2 separate regions of the Sus scrofa genome follow, and region 2 is linked to region 1. A link is a contact called in public HiChIP or PLAC-seq data. All regions are on one chromosome and are shown on one strand. The core of a region is the stretch at or near the end of the contact, and the rest is flanking DNA. Distances in the headings are between cores, read along the strand shown. Region 1 has its middle 7.9 kb from the start of SIX1. Region 2 overlaps MNAT1 (menage a trois homolog 1, cyclin H assembly factor (Xenopus laevis)).

What was found. HiChIP or PLAC-seq counts read pairs in DNA pulled down with a chosen protein or histone mark.
Region 2: an H3K27ac HiChIP or PLAC-seq map of skeletal muscle shows a contact between it and region 1. The contact joins two enhancer-like sites. A contact is called at or near these places in 3 of 47 Hi-C or Micro-C datasets (psoas muscle and skeletal muscle) and 1 of 2 datasets of contacts at active chromatin or transcription factors (skeletal muscle).

Annotation. Positions count from the first base shown.
Region 1 is chr1:189,630,046-189,635,025 of Sscrofa11.1, forward strand. No RefSeq gene overlaps it. Among named protein-coding and RNA genes, the nearest start is that of SIX1, 7.9 kb to the left of the region's middle. Within about 2 kb of position 2,441, at least 38 of the 83 cell types and tissues checked have an H3K27ac peak or open chromatin away from gene starts, as enhancers often do. A contact at or near this core is called in skeletal muscle, where this site is marked.
Region 2 is chr1:189,906,284-189,911,151 of Sscrofa11.1, forward strand. MNAT1 (menage a trois homolog 1, cyclin H assembly factor (Xenopus laevis)) reads left to right here. Exons shown (of 8, transcript NM_001166316.1): 8 at 1,405-1,525. The coding sequence ends at 1,525. It overlaps TRMT5 (tRNA (guanine(37)-N1)-methyltransferase), which reads right to left. Exons shown (of 5, transcript XM_003121846.4): 5 at 3,371-4,868. Among named protein-coding and RNA genes, the nearest start is that of TRMT5, 15 kb to the right of the region's middle. Within about 2 kb of position 2,183, at least 4 of the 83 cell types and tissues checked have an H3K27ac peak or open chromatin away from gene starts, as enhancers often do. A contact at or near this core is called in skeletal muscle, where this site is marked.

The sequences.
Region 1 (4,980 bases), core at 1,191-3,690:
AACTCAGATGCTGGCATGGTTTTCACGATGGTTTTCCTTCCCCTTCCCCCTCAAAAATCAGGCTTGGTGAAATTTTAGATGCAATTAGATTTATTGTTTGCGTGATTCACTGACTATCCGGTTTCCTCAGGTAAGCCTGCACTTACATATAAATCCTAGTAACTTAAAACGTCTCCTTCCCCACTTGGCTCTTTCCTCCCTCCCTTCACCCACCTCTCTTCCCCGCCACATTCTGATATTAATAATCCCCGGCTGCCCCTCTTTCCGGGTCATTACGGTACTGCTGGTCTCTAATCAATCCTAATGCGATGGCAATTGGAGTCCCTGATGACTGCGGCTCGGGTTTCTTGTAATGGCTCTACCACATTTTCCTGGACCTCCTTCTTTAACCTGAGATGCCAGGGGGACGAGTCCCTTCTCGGCTGCTGATTACTTCAAGATGTGGGGGCTGGTCTGAACAGAAGGGGAAAGAGACACGCGCACAGCGTGGCTACACTGCAGGCTGGGCGGCTGGGGCGAGCAAGGCGTCTGCACGCCGGGACCCGTAGCCCAAGGCCTTTCTCTCCTGTCTCTTTTCTCCCCATTTTCCAGGTCCCAACTTACCCTGGGAGATCTAAATGAAAGATCACAAATGCGGAAACGCCTGGTCGTCTCTGGGCCTCCCTAATTCTCGCGAGTTCCCTGCCTGCCCCTTGTTCAGAAGTGAACGCTTCTCCGAAGCCCTCAGAGCTGGCACCTCTTTTCCTCACGGTTGTCTCCTCCAAGTACCATCCTCTTGCCCCAAATTTAATGTAGTTGTCCCTAAGAGGAGCTGGATTCTTTCTCTTCTCTTCCTCTGACCCTTGACCTCTCTTCCCTTCCTTTCCTCAGCAGTGCCTGAAGCTCCCAACCTGTTCCTGACCCAAAGCCGAGGCCAGAAGCTTCGCCCTGTCTTGTGGGAATAAGACCCCTTCTCTCCCCATCCCTGAAGGAGATCGTCACTAGGAGTCCTTAATCTCTAGAGATAAAGGCCCAGCACTTCTTTCTGGTTGGTGCCCTTGGGAGAAAACCCTGACTGGGAACTTGCGCCGTACCTCCCTCTCCTTGGCCGAAATCTCCCTCGCTTCCCCTTCCCCTGCCCAGGCGCCGCAGAGAAGCGATCAGCACGTTCGCGGCATTTGTATTGTTCCATTTCTCAGCCTAAAGCCATTTAGCGTAACCCGAGCCTAGGATAATTGCCACGTTTCTGCCGCGATACTTTTAAAAACAAGATAATGCTTCTGAATTGCGGAAGAAAGTGCTGTGGACAAATTGGGCGCTGAGCTGCCGAGGTAGATCGTTTTGTTAGGGGCGGCCGGTGGTTTGTGACTCAATTAGTGCATTTCTGGGAGCCGCCGGCACTCTGCAGCCGGGTGAGCTTGAGGCGAACTCCCTCTGTGGCTCCCAGGCGCCGGGAACGGTTGGGAGCGGAAAGGGAGAACTTCAGGCCTGTACCTCTGTCGGTACAAATCCACGCCATGGTGGAAAGTGTTTTTGCATGTCCACACGAGTACATTTTTGGGGGGTTCTAAAGGAGCCAGAATTTCGCAGCTGGAAGCTTGACTGCCTCTGCTATCGAATGGGCCGAGCGATATTTGTCTGAAGCACTAGTTCTCTGGGCTGTGGGGCATGAAATACGGGGTGTGTGTGCGTGCGTGTGTGTGAGGGGGGTACTTGCAAGGTGCCCACTCAAAGCATGCCCCTCTGCGCATTTCGCCAACCCCACAGGGCTTAGATTTTGCAAACAGCGTTTCCAGCACCATTGCTGTACTTGGCGCTGCTCTCCTGGAAGCCAGCAGATTAAGGCTTCTAGGCAGCCAATGGGCCGCAAAGGGAGCTTTCAGGTCTCGGAATCAGGCTATAGGGACTTTCCTTCATCTCTACTCAAGTTCACCAGCACACCCTCCCGCCCCCTGCGCCCACCCATCACCCAGCGTGCAGGCCCGCATCCACATTTCGCCGGCCCATTCAGGGGTCCCGGGTAAGCTTCTCTGCCAGGTGCGCGCCGGCGCCGAGAAGAGCTCGCCGCGCCGAGTCCTCGCGGCCCCGCCCGCAGGCCGTCTGTGCCCAGGCTGGGGGAGCAGGGCTAACCCCCTCCCGGCTGCCGGCGCCAGGAACCCCTCCCCGGGCCGAGCTGGAGCTCTTGGGCGCCGCGTCTGCGCCGGGGACGGCTCCGCCCAGTCAGGCTGCCAGAGGTCTGGCGTTCCGGCCCGGTCGGCCCATTGACTCGGTCACGAGGCTTCGGTCCCTGCATCTCTCTCGATCGTTCTCGGGGTGGTTCTGGGGGCCTAGAGGCGTAGGGGCGTAAGGAAGGAAGGGACAGGGCCGGGGAGGGCGGGGGCGAGAAGGAGGCGCGGAGAGGTCAGCGGAGCTGGGAGGGGGCGCAGGCTGGCGGCGGGCACTGCGGGAGGAGAGAGAGGGCGCTGTCTTCCTGGCAAAAGATCCCTGGCCTAGCCGGGAGGAACCGAAACACACACACGCACATGCACAAGGACACGCACACACACGAAAGGAAAATGCTCGGCCGAGCCCCGGGGGCGAGGGACGCGCGGCGGGGAGGGGCGAGGGTGGCAGAGCGGATTTTCAGCTCACGGACCAGCAACCGCTTCTCCTGCTGTGGCCTGGCTAGAGCCGCGTTGTCTAGACTCGCAGGAAAGGAGTCTTTGGCCCTAAAGCGGCCCCCACAGTTGCCTTCCTTCTTGGCCTCCCTCCCTCGCTTTCTCCTTCGGAAAACTGGAGGCCAAGGGTAAGGTCTGCAACGCTTGGCTGGCGATTGAGGTGCTCCAGTTTGCTCAAGGCGAGCAAGGGGTGGGGGAGAATCCGGATCTCTTTTGCCGGAGCGGAGCGCACTTTTCGGTTTCGACTGTCTTGCAAGGAAACCGCGACGCCAACCAATCCTTCGCATGTAAGCGCCTCACCTGGTTTGGTTGCGCCTTGAGCAGAAACAAGGAAGGGACAGAAGACCCTCTTATTTACTGTCACCGATTGGCCGGGGTGTGCACTCGAAGGCCAGAGGTTCTGAGATTACTATCAACTATTCCCCACCCAAACTCACAAATCTAAAATTTGAATTTATATTAATTCAGGAGAAACTCCTCTATCAACTACCAAGGACAATGTATTCTTGTCTTTATATACTCATAATAAGCCAGGCAAAGCAAAACAAAAGGATCTCAAACTCATGTATTGAAATGCCGTATTAATGGACGTAATTAAAGGCCCTCCAGGTTTATTCATAGATACTAGAACCGATCATCTCTTCACAAGTCCGCCACCAGAGAGTCCCAAGCTCCAGTCCCCATGTGGATTTCCTGGGGAGCCGAGAATCTTCCAGGGCTCTTCCAGCAGAATCCAGGTGGCCCTGTAGCAAGAGAGCTATTTCCTAGGAGTAACTGGGTGGGCTGCAATCTGCCTGCCTCTTCACATTGAGAAACGCTTCTCTTGTGGGAACGTCTGTTTCTATTCATCCGATTTTCTAATTTCTTTGATCAGCCTAAATATTTTCTTGGCAAACGGAAATTGACCATGCCATGAATATGATAACAACCTGCTTGGAAAGAAGCTATTTTGTTTCCAAGCAGCAGGGGGAGGGGGAGTAGCCGGCTGGTAGGAATGCCTGTTAACAGATTCCTGCACATACATTTTTTGCAGTCTCTGAAGCAGCTTGTGAAAGCGGCCTCCCCGCCCCCCATATAGTTTCTTCCCTTTCTCTACTCCCCTCAGATAAACACACACCTGGTCTCCTAAAAGTCTTTGATATTCTTTATTAAAAAAAAATAGAGCTTCAATGGACGCCTCTGGAGAACTTCCCTTTAAAACCTAGATGAAAGGCAAGGTTAATACAATGTTCTCTTAATCCCTTTGCCTGTGAGTCAAAATAAATATTTTCTTCTGTATGTGATTGTACATCCTGCCATTTGGCTGTGGCTATAAGCAAATCGACCGGTAATAAAAGTGTTTTGAGGCTGTGTATTAAATGCAGTTCTCTTGAAATCAAGGGGTGGGGGGAGGGAGGAGCCTTACTTCACAGGCAAAGAGTTGGTGGGTTTCTGAAAAAGCTGCAAGAAAAGGACCTTTCACCCCTCATTAGTGATGCCATCAGTGCTGGGCAGAGTGGAGCTGAGGTCATGTTACATATGGCACACAGTCTGCTCAGCACTTGAAACGTCAGCTTTGAAATTTTAGAGAGGGGAAAGGTCATCTTTAATAAGCTAAAGTCTGGGGCTCCCACTGCCCTCGTTGCAAACTGGGTGGGTGTCCATATGCTTCAAACTTTCTGCACAAGTTTTTTGTTTTTTGGCTTTTTTTTTTTTTTGCAGTTTTAAATTAATTTTTGTTTCACATCTTCATTTAAGCTATAATGTTTTCAGCCGTTAATACACCAAAAGGCCTTTCATTTTAGAACAATTCTATCATCTTTTCTTTTCATGCTATCATAAAACCGTCTGTTCTGAGTGATAGATTTTTAGAACTCAACTTCCCAGGAGAAATGAAGTGTATCTGTCCATCTGTATACATGGATACAGGAGTGTGGGCTATAGGGTTACTGTTCTGAGTGGGTAATTTAGACTTCACTTTTGTACACTACATAATTTACTGAACCTTCAAAACATTGAAACTTCCATATTATGTAAAAACTCTAGTTTCTGAAAATTCCCTTGTACTACTAAAATTTTTTCATACCAGTTACTGAAATTTCACATTTTATTTTTACCATGTGGGCAAAACTCTCAAATCAGAATATACTAATTCTTCTATAAGGCTTAACTGACAGATGCCATAATGGTAGATACAGCACTGGAAAAAAAAGTGCTAATATCTCATGTCCTTGTTCAAGAAATATTAGGAACATTTGTGAATGTTCAGTCCTCGAATTTGTTCAAGTGGAGTCAACCAAACACAAGCCACTGAACTAGCCCCAGATCTTGTTGTAGCCACTGTCAATATGGATATAGATATTTT
Region 2 (4,868 bases), core at 933-3,432, 280 kb after region 1:
ACAAGTATACAGATTCTGGATATGGATGTTCAAATATTTTTACTGCTATAAATATACCATCAAAAAAGTTTGGAGATCGTTGCTCAATAAATATTAATTTCCTTTCTCCTTTCACTTCCCCCTTCACCCCTGGCAGAGAAGCAAAGAATTGCGTTAACACCTTGATTTGTGGCAATGTGAATAAATTAGAGTCAGTTCCAGGAGCTTATGCGTGTCTTACATTGACTGCTTTTTCTGTTTGGCCTTTTATATTGCCATATATTTTTTAATCACACAAGCTTATTAAACATGGATACAAATGAAAAACAGACTTGTTATTATGTTAGAAATAATAAGTTGCTCATGCATCAAGACTTTGACACACAGGAAGTCTGAATCAATGAGTAGAAAAGTTTCCAAGTTATTAAAATGTTCTGGTACCTGATTTATTCATTTGCCATAACCGTAATTCTAAGGCAGGTGAAGCTCCTTTACTTCCTGAGGCCTGAAGAAACAATATGGTTTCTCAAACTAGGCATTAAAACAAAGCTGAAATGTTTGTTTTCCTACAGTGCTGATAGTCATGCTAACAAGTTGCCCCTCTTCAGCTATCGTTGTCCCATATTTTGAGGCTTGTTTATGTACCTTTATGAAGGTAGAAAGTTTTAAAGGCTGAATAACATGTGTGTGATTGAAGAAAAATAGTGTCTAGTACAGTCTTTTGAGATCGGTTCAAGACTCTTCTGTATTTACAATTTAATTGGGACATTCTTTTGAACTTAGGTTCAGTTTCAGAGATTTCTTGGACATGTACTTTTCTAAAGTTTCCTTTAAGGAGAGAGATAATATGTTGTAATATTGAAGTAATTGTGAAGTAACTAGTATGTTCTCTTTATTATTTCTTTAGGAATTTTTTCAGAATATATTTATGTAAAACATTCAATATTTGTGTAAAATATTAGTGATAGTATTATGATATACATTTACTTTTTAAGAGTATTCCAGGAATTTGACAGAACAATGTAAATCAATTATAGAAAAAAATAAAAACCTAAAAAAAAAATCATTGCCAAAACCTTAAAAAAAAAAAAAAAGAGTATGCCAGGAAGAAGAGTAGCAGTTGGGTACACAAACAACAGCCATCAAAATAAATTAGTTATGAAAATTGAAATAGGGAATGTTTTAATAGCAAGTATTATTTTTAAAATCTCCTTGAGAGCTGTCTTTGGATCTTAATGTAATGTGTTTTATAATTTAGAATTGGTATGTTTCCTTTTAAAAGGTAATAAAACATTTATAAAGTCTGAACATTTCAATCTTAGAATTCTTTTTAACATTTGAATCAGTTTTCCTATAGCTTTTTAAAGTGTTATCAATTTATATGTGCTGTCTATATCAAAGCTACACTTTTTTTTTTTGTTTTAGGTATTTAAACCATGTCAGAGCTGCTTCTCCACAGGACATTGCTGGAGGCTATACTTCTTCACTTGCTTGTCACAGAGCACTACAGGATGCATTCAGTGGGCTTTTCTGGCAGCCCAGTTAACCTTTATTTCTCCTCTATAAGATTTGGACCTTGGAGCCAAACCAGGGAGCTAGCGAAAGTAAAGCAGACTTGTAAAATTATAGCCATATGCAGATGCACAACAATGGTACTACCACTAGAGCTGTGTTAAAGTATTTATAGAGAGAAAATTTCAGAACTAAGCCAAGTAATATAGTGGATAAATATTTGTGAAAAAGATTTATTTTTTATTCATATTTTTCTGAGAGAGATTAAAGCTGTAAGCTTCATCTGATGGAAGATGTAATTCACCTATGTATGTTTAAGGTTGACAGACTTGTAAAATCTTTTTAAAAATAAAGCTAGACTTTATATTAAGTTTTGTGGTTTTTCTCTTATTACAGTGTTTTACTTGAACACATTTAAAAATGCCATTTTGAATACGACATTTACTGTTAATATCCAAGTCTATTATTTCTTCTCATAAAATGTTCCAATTTTTTCCCCCAATGTCTTCTTAATACTAGTCCAGACAAGTGGATATTATCTCCTTCTACCAGCAGGTTGTGGCAAGTAAAACCTGACCTGTGATAATGTTGCTCTTTCAGTATTAAGAATCCAGTCCGCCGCCCCCCGCCCCCGCCTTTTTTTTTAGGGCCGCACATGCGGCATCAGTGCCTATTTTGAGCAGTGGAAAGTGAGACAAACCTTGATCAGTCTGTTACAGTTCCCAGCTGTGAGCCTCGCTTGGGCTAAACCAGAGCAGAGTATTAACCTGCTCTAATGACAGATTCAAAGAAGCAAGTAATAAAAATTTAATACTTAAAAGGCACCTTTCACCTCAAATGTGAGCTCATTTTATGATAAACCACGGAGACTGGAATGAATATATTTTAATGAAATTTCCCTATGAGTAAATTGCAGACGCTGATGTAGTTTCTGTTGAAACTTCAAAGGCTTTTTTAGTATAACCAGAATGTTGCTTACAGAGTTTGGATGTGGGTAGGATGGATATTTGTAGCATCTCAACCTTGTATGAGACATAGTTTCTCAAGGAAATTAAGGGATTTCCTATCAGATTTCCATTACAACAGATGTTAGTTTTATGAGTGGAAAGCTATGTGAAACAAGATTTGTGGTTACACAGGGTAGAATATCCATATGTAACAGCTCCATCTTATTTGACCAGGGAGGTATTAATTTCAGGAGTACATCTTCATCTTATAATCTTTGATAATTGAGAAAAACCAAGGCATCGAATAATTGAGTAGGCCAAGAACATATACACAAGTTAATAAAAAGCAAGAATCAGAACAAAAGTTTTTTATCCAAGTCTAGTTTTATATACTCTACTAGGCTGCTTACTATTTCTCATATCTATTGGTTTTCTCCAGTTGAGGATTAGCATTTTAAGTACAATCTATAAATCTGTTCAAAGAATAGTGAGAACATTGGGCTTGTGGTTAAGGATTTGCTATACTCAGCTGCCAAAGTAAATTATCCAGTCTTTAAAAAAGAAACACTATTATTTATTCTCAGTACCTTGTATAATTATTTAAATGGAATGAACTAATTAACAAAACATTTCAAAGGCTTTCAAAACTTTTTTTGTGCCTACCTTATTTTTGTGGAAATTGTCTGCACCTGATTTGGCAAATAATTTCCACGACCTTTATACATTTGTAATTATTTTCCCCTTACTATTGCCATACTTTGTTCAGTAGGCCAAATATAGAAGTTGTTAACTGACCGTATTAGATCAAAGAGAATTGTGAAAGAACCTAATGACAACAATTCACTAAATAACAGAAATATTCTGCAATGATGAAGTTATCCCCTGTCCTCCCAGTGATTTCCTCTCTCAGAGACAAAAAAACGGTACAAGTCTTTCCTCAACATGAATTTATTAAGTCTTAACATTTTACAACACTAGCACAGAAACAGCTACTGAACATTAATCTGTGTGCCAAGCGCTGTTCTTCATCCTTGGTGTATTATCTAATCTTCATAATAGTGCCAGTATTATTTCCCCATATTAACAGATGGAGAAACTAAAGCATAGAGAGGTCAAGCAACCTACCAAAAAGGTCAATACAATTTAAAAACAGCAAAGTTTGGGTTTGAATCCCAAGTGGTTCAACTGCAGAGTCCATGTTCTAGAGATGACTGTCAAACTTATAACCACCAGCTGTATAAAACCAAGTCTGAGTAGTCAAATTTCTAAAGACTTCCAGGAAATTTTATAGACAAGTTAATCTAGTTCCTAAATGGAATGTTAACTGTGTTGATATCGTTGAGAGAAGTTCTGAGAAATTCATTATGTAGAATATGATTTGACTATCGACTTTTAAGCAGATATTAATGGTAGTGAATACACATACATTGTAGTTTACTTAGTATTCCTTAATTTCTTTCAATAAATATTTGATCTAAGCTTCTCTTAGAAGTTATCTTTAGCCTGTCAACAGGTGGTAAGATAATCATTCCAAAATCTAATTAAGGTGGCAGAAAATTTGTCCAAAGTTTAACAAATTAAAAAAACTGTCTCTAAGGGGCATTCTACTATCATTTTCTAGTGGATTTACCAAGAGTTCATTTATTAGGTATCATATCAGAAAGTTTAGGATGAGCCAAATTTAAATAATGAAATAATCACACATTCATTTACCCACTCCGAGGGAAAAAGGAAGTGGGGTTAAAGTCTGATAACAGAAGCATTTAAGGATTCTGTTTTCTTTGCAATTGTATACTGCATATTTTTCCTAATAAAGGGCTGAATAAATGTATCTGACCACTTGTATGAATAAAAACATCATTTGTACTCATACTTAATATTTATACCTATCACATTGATGTACAGTACTAAGAAAAAGGTTCTTATTCCTGCTTACAAATTGATTATCTTTACCTAGAACAGAAGAAGGCAAACTACAGAACCCTGGCCAAATCTAGCTGCTTCCTGTTTTTGTATGCTCCATCAGCTAAGGTTGGTGATGACATTTTTTTAAGGTTGGAAAAAGCCAAAGAAGTTAATACTTTTTAACATGTGAAAAGCATATGAAATTAAATTTTCAGTGTCCATAAAAAGTGTTTTTGGAACACAGTGTTTATGAATTGCTATGGCTGCTTTGGGGCTGCTATGGCAGAGTTACGAAGCAACGGAGACCTTATAGCTTACAAAGCCTGAATCACAGGGGTCAGAAAGTTTGCTGACCCCTGACCTATATACACTTGGAAGGGAGGGAAGAGGAAGAAAATTAGAAGCCCCAAACTAGCAGTCCCTGGCTGAATTAGCCCCCAAGGTCTTACATAAAATAGGTTGGGTTGAATTCCAAAACAGTTTTAAGTGGCTTTAGCCTTTAGATAAGGAATGAGAATTCCAATT